Linked DNA regions of Pan troglodytes: region 1 is linked to region 2. Evidence: chromatin contacts called from public HiChIP or PLAC-seq data. All regions are on one chromosome and are shown on one strand. The core of a region is the stretch at or near the end of the contact, and the rest is flanking DNA. Distances in the headings are between cores, read along the strand shown.

The links. HiChIP or PLAC-seq counts read pairs in DNA pulled down with a chosen protein or histone mark.
Region 1: a contact with region 2 is called in an H3K4me3 HiChIP or PLAC-seq map of stem cell-derived excitatory neurons, with 10 times the contacts expected there. The contact joins the promoter of JAK1 here to the promoter of LEPROT in region 2. A contact is called at or near these places in 2 of 7 Hi-C or Micro-C datasets (induced pluripotent stem cells and stem cell-derived neural progenitor cells) and 1 of 1 datasets of contacts at active chromatin or transcription factors (stem cell-derived excitatory neurons).

The regions. Positions count from the first base shown.
Region 1 is chr1:165,926,879-165,929,871 of NHGRI_mPanTro3-v2.0_pri, reverse strand. JAK1 (Janus kinase 1) reads right to left here and starts at 1,687. Exons shown (of 26, transcript XM_063801056.1): 1 at 1,544-1,687; 2 at 550-721.
Region 2 is chr1:165,574,190-165,577,500 of NHGRI_mPanTro3-v2.0_pri, reverse strand. It overlaps LEPROT (leptin receptor overlapping transcript), which reads left to right and starts at 1,414. Exons shown (of 4, transcript XM_009459949.5): 1 at 1,414-1,645. The coding sequence starts at 1,630. LEPR (leptin receptor) reads left to right here and starts at 1,627. Exons shown (of 20, transcript XM_001161937.6): 1 at 1,627-1,645.

The DNA of each region.
Region 1 (2,993 bases), core at 438-2,937, 350 kb before region 2:
AGAACCCTGGAGAGCAGGGGATTCCCTGGTTTCTCAGCTCACCTCTCCTTCAAAGCAGGGATAAGCACAGGTGTGGTCTTTCTCCAGGAAGGTGGCAGCTGGCGTGCGGGTAGCAGAGTGAGGGAAAGAATTCCTCGCACAGGAAGGCAGGGAGAAGCCCTGGGGTCAGCTGCGGCCAGGAGCCGGCGTCTCCGCCAAGTCCCCTCCCCCTTCCTGAAAACCGACCTGGACCAGCACAAATAACAGCAAAGCACCCCTCTCCCCAATAATGTTTCTAATAAAAGAAACAGACTCTCATGCCTATATTAAAAAACCACGAGCTCTAGCTGACGGAAATAAACAGGTGAGCCCGGGTAGAAGCGGGAAAACACTGGGAATGGGAGAATGAAGGGGGAGAAGGCGTTCCCGAACGTGCAGAGAAACCGAGGCTTCCCCGCCCTCCCTCCACCCTCCTCCCCTCCGGCCGGGGAGAATCTGCGTGGCAGGGTGCAAGCTAAAAATGCCACTGACGGACCCCTCTTCCCGCCCCGTGCCCGTTCTCCCTCCTACCCCAGACTCCAGCGTCCCGGCCTCGTGGTAGCGCCCGGTCCCCGGCGCCGCGCGGGGCTCGCCCTCTCTCCCGACCGCCGCCGCCGCGGGGACTCCGGTCTTCCTCTCTCCTCCCTCCCTCCTCCTCCTCCGGCACCGCCGCCTCCTCCTCTTAGACTCCTCCCGCCGGATCCTTCATGTAAACAACATCCAGGCTCTATTTACAGTCGCCGCCGGACGGCGAGGGACCCACGCCAGCACCCTGGACGCGGGCGGGGGCGGGGGAAAAGCGAGTGCGCAACATTTACACACACACCCCGCCCCTCCGCGCCGCTCCCCTCCGGGGGCCGAGCCGGGCGCCCGGGGCTCCCCGCGTTGCCACTGACACCCCAGCGAGGGCCGCGCAAAACCGCGGAAATGCCCATGGGCGAGGTCGCCCCGCTACCCCTCGGGAAAAACACACGCACGCGCTAACAACAACAAACCCAGTCCGGCAACACCCTCGGAGTCGGTCCCGGAGTGCGGAGGCCCGGCCCGGCCCGCCCCGCGCCGCCGCCCCCGCGCCCCGCCGCCTACCCCGAGGTGGCGAACTGCGTGCGGTCCCCGGAGGAGGCTGAAGGCAGGCGCTAGGCGCTGGGCAGTGGCGCGCCCTCGGCCCCCGGCGCCGCCTGGCCCGCCCCCAGACCCCAGTGCGGATGCCTAGCGGGCCGAGCCCCACGGCTGCGTGTGCGTGTGCGCCGCGGCCAGCCTCGCCGGAGCCGCTCTGTGCGCCCCACGGCTTCCCGCGCCCCCAGGCCGGCTCCGACGCGCCGCGAGACGGGGCCGGGAGCGCAGCAGCCAGCGCTCCACGGCGGCGCACGGGCGCGCACTCGGACGTCCACACTCTGCGCCCCGAGCCCCGCGCGGCCGCACGCCCCACGCAGCCCGCCTCCCGCCTCCCGCCTCACGCCTCCCGCGGGCGCTCGGCCCCGCGCGTCCCGCCGCCCCCGCGCCCGGCCGCCGCCCCCACACCCACCTGCGCCCCCGGGGGTCCCGGGCCCCCCTTCCTTTGTTCTTCCCGCTATTTGCATGAGGATTATCTAATGACGCAGCAAGGCTCGCCACAACGTGACCGTCGCCATTTTTCTGTTTTTATTCTATCTCTGCCATGTGATAGATGGCGGGGGGGTTGGAAAAGGGAGAGAGACGGGATTAAAAAAAAAAAAAAAAACTTCCGGGTCTCATGACCGGGAAGGGAGAAAAACAAAAGGGAGACGAGACACAACTCTAGGGGAAGGATGTGTGTGCGTGCGTGTGTGTGTGTGAGAGTGTGTGTACGTGCGCGCGCCCTCCCTCCTCTGCTGGGAGAAAGGAGGCTCCGGCAGCGGACAGGCAGCATCCATCCTCCCACCCTGGAGACCAGTGGCTCCGGTGGGTCCAGCTCGCACCCTCTGATTGTGGCGGTCGCCCGTCCTGGCCCCCCCACGCGCCGCGGAAGCTGGGGGAGCTGTCAGCCTGCTCCCCTCCTCTGGCTGCCTTCACTCGCCTGTCCGCCCCAGAGCTCGCTTTCCCTCCCGGGCGGCTGTACCGTTGTGGGCTACGTTCAGAGAAGTCCCACTATTGCCATGAGCAGGGACATAATAGAGTTTAAAGGCCGCCGTATTTTCTAAGTTTTAAAACAGTTTGCTTCGACGCTGTTGTTTATGACAACCGCGTGGCAACACCAGGCACAATCTAATGTTGGTTCCAATCCTTCCCCTCTTTCTCTACCCCCGCTTTCCCCCTTTTCCCAAAGTGGGGCACACCTTGGTGTGGTCTTCAATGGGGATTGGTTTTGTGGGGATGGACCATTCACTACGGATTGATTGATTTAAGAACCGTTTATTTAAATAAGTGGTGTTCAGGGTCAGAGGATTGTTTCAGAAGACAGTTGCATAGAGCAAGGTGGATTCGTGTTACACTGATCTTTTCACATTCAAAGGGAGTGGTAGACATTTCATTCTTTCCGAAGTTCACAGTTGCTGAAAAAAAAAATATTTGGGAACTCTGCCACTGTTTTCCGGTGAGATACAGAATTTTGTACTCTTGTTTACTACTGGGTTCCCTTCAGGCACTTTCACTTTTGTTTTTCGTGAGTTTCCTTTCTGGTTTTTTTTTTTTTTTCCTCTATTTCTTAATTCAGAGCAGAAATGGACTTCATAGTTGAGCAGGGTTCCTGGCTTTTACAGGGAGAGAAACGGAGGCTCTGAGTAGTGCTAGGAGTTGCTCTAGGGCACACATTTAATTAGAGCCCAGCTTGGATTGCGCCCTGCTCACCTGTCGTTTCTCTTAGGGGTTGGCTATAGAGGATGGGGTGGGGACGGGACTCACGGAACATCGCTATGTGCTTATTGTGAATTATTTTTATTAGATTCACAGAGTTGACCACTCTCCCCTTTGTGCATCCACTGTATGGTTTTTACATTTATTTTCTGGTGCCTTTCACA
Region 2 (3,311 bases), core at 165-2,664:
TGAAACAGTAACATGCTCAATGTGCAATTTTGAAAAAGTAAACTGAGCAAGGATCACGACACATGATGGTGGCGAGAATTTATACTTCTCAGGTAGCCAGGGGAAGCTAGGTTTCCACAGATTCCTTTGTCTTTCAGTCCTTTTGAAAACTGAGAAAAAGCAAGAGACGAGGGACCGCACCATCAGGTAGAGTGGATCTCAGCTAGAATGAGGGGAAGTGGCCCAGAATCCAGCCTCCTCCAAAGAGCTGTGTGACAGGCAAGTCCTATCCTTTCTGCTCCTCTTTCCTTAAATGTAAGATGAAGCATTTGGACCAGACTGTTTCAATGATCTTCTAGATTGCTTTTGCCAAAACAGAACTCTCCATTCCTGTGAGTAAGATAAGTACACAATGGCTCTCAGAGATCTAAAAACTGGCCTTGGTTACCTGCAAACTTTGAGGCCCCAAGGCACAAAAATAATAGCTTTTTTTTAAATTATTTTTTTTTAAGGTTCATGAAAGCTTCGGACACAAAAGCTTATATGGTCTTCGTCTCTATAAATAAACCAGGGAGTAAAGAAAAACCCCGCTAGTTTCAGTAAAGCGTTGCTATTAAGCAAAGCAAACCTATGCAAATATCAAGTTCTTAACGAGGAGTGTTTCCTAAGGGGCCTGTCCTCTGGTACCCCGCCTCTCCTCTGCCACAGTCATGTGAAGGCAGACAGGCACACACTCGCACACTAGCACGCACTTGGGAGCTCAGGGAACATAACACTGGTTAGTGAGTCGGTGTCCCTCTCCCATCGATTGCAACTTTTCCCCTCCTTCCCTCTCCTGCCTCTCCTCCCTTTCTACATCTCCGTTCTCAGGAAGGCTCAGGGAGGATCCCCCGCTGCGTGCACTGCGTTCTGAGAGGCCGGGGAGAGACTCTGGGCCCGCGGTCGGGGCGGAGCCAAGGTCCCAACCCACATTGAACGGGCTTGAGGATTACTTGGAGGGCTCAGGATCTAGGAGGAGGGCCCAGGGCACTGGGTTGGGGTTACTCTGGGAAAGCTCTGTGGGACCAGGTGGGACCTTGGGGCTGGAGATGGACTCTGCGAGCTGGGGGCGGAGTTCTAGACTGGCAGAAGCGGAGTTCTGGGTGGCGGAGGCGGGGTCGGGACCAGCAGGGACGGCCTCTGAGAGTTGGGGGCGGAATTCTGGGCAGGTGAGGGCTGGGGCGGGACAGGCAGGGGGAGGCCTCCGCGAGCTAGGGGAGGAGCTCTGCATTGTCTGGGGCGGGGCTTTGAGTAGCGGTAGCGAGGTCTGGAGCCGCAGGCGCTGCCTCCGCGAGGTAGGGGAGGAGCTCTGTACTGTCAGGGGCGGGGCTCTGAGTAGCGAGGCGGGGTCTGAACTATCAGGCGCGGCCTCTGCGAGCTGGGGGCGGGGTTCTGCACCGGCGGGGGCGGGGTTCTGAGTGGTGGGGGCGGGGTCTGGAGCAGCAGGCGCGGCGTTTGCGAGCTAAGGTCGGAGTTCTGCACCGGCGGGGGCGGGGCTCTGCGTGGCCGGGGCGGGCTCGGGATCCGCGGGGCGACTCCCGGTCTGGCTTGCGCAGGCTGCCCGGGCCGTGGCAGGAAGCCGGAAGCAGCCGCGGCCCCAGCTCGGGAGACATGGCGGGCGTTAAAGGTACATCGCGGTCCCCGGCTCGCTCGTCGTGTGGTGGGGTTGCCACCTCCGTTCCGGTCAAGCCTGGGGCTGCGCCTTCCGCGCGCCGTTGGGGAACGGCCTCACCACCCTTCCCGCCTCTCCGGTTCGGGAGGCGATCGACCGCTCTCTTCGTCCCTTGGGGTGTGGGTGGAGCGGCGTTTCGGGGGAGCCTTGGCCCTTTTTGCAAGGCCGCTGGCCTTCCTGCTCTCCAGTGGCGGCACCAGACCCCTCCCCAGGCGGAGCCCTCGGCGAGAGCGGCGCCCTCCACCCCTCCTGAGTTTTTAAACAAGGTTTCCACTTCTTGACGCCACCCTAACGCCTTTCTTCTGGTTTTCTGCTCCTCCGCAGTTTCCTATTTGCCACAAAGGACCCTTTGTCTCCAGCGTTCTTAGCATTGGGAAACTTAATCCTCTTTTTCCTAATGATTTTTCCAACTGGGCAGAGTTGACCGCGGGCGGGTGTCAATGGAAAGCACCCAGAAAGACGGTGTTTCTCGCAGTCGTGGAGAGTAGATTACGTGTAATTTTAATACTGCTTTCTTCGGTGTTTTCTCTGTTTATGGACAGAGAAGAAAGCAGTGTGTGTGTAGTATGTGTTTTTTGCATGGGGCAGTTGGTAAAAACACCGCGTCTCTTATCTGTATGGCTTCAGAGCAATGCGAGACGGAAAAGGTTTTTTGCAAGGCTTCCTGTATTTTGGTAGGAAAACATTCCATTTCTAATCTGTCGAATAGAGTAGCATGACTTGTTTTTATATTGGCGTTTATATCATCCTTGAAATTTGCACCCAAAGATATCCCCAGTTAACATCTGCTATAAACATGTAGATGGTATATATACGAGTACGCCTCTGTTCACTATGAGTTTATCCGAGTATGTGAGCTGTTAGCAGCAGACATTTTATCGTTATTTCTGGCTGACTTTTATACTTAATATCAGTTTAGTAAACATGGTTTACTTGAAGAGTGTCGACTGTGTTATATATCCATTTGAAGCCAATGCCGAAAACAGATGAAAAGTAGTGTCTCAGTACTACACATGATCAGAAACTACCAAATCATGATCACGTTTATGTGTGAATGTGTTAGAAAATTGTGATGTAGTGAAAAAAAAGGAAGTCTGAAATGGAAACGGACTAAGGGAAGGAAGCATTTTACAGATTGTTCAACTTTTATTGAGGAACTACTGTATGCCAGAGACTTAGGATACAAAGATAAATGAGAAGTTATTGGTGGGTGACAGAGCTGGAAATAATTATATTACTATGTCAGTGTTTATGTTGGGCTCAGATGCGGTGGGAGAACAGATGGTGGGTTGGATTTTGTCCTCCAAAAAGATGTGTTCAAGCTCTAATTCCCTAGTACCTGTGAATGTGATCTTATTTGGAAGTAGTATCTTTGCAGATATAATCAAATTAAAATGATAACTGGTTTAAGGTGGGCCCTAATCCAATGACTGGTGTCCTTATAAGAAGAGGGGAATTTAGACATAGAGACATACAGGGAGAATACCATGGGAAGACGGAGACAGAAATTGGAGTGATGCAGCTACAAAGCCAGGAGCACCAAAGATTCTTGGCAACCATGCTGGCAACCACTGAGTGTTAGGAAGAGGCAAGGAAGGGTGCTTCCCTACAGCCTTCAGAG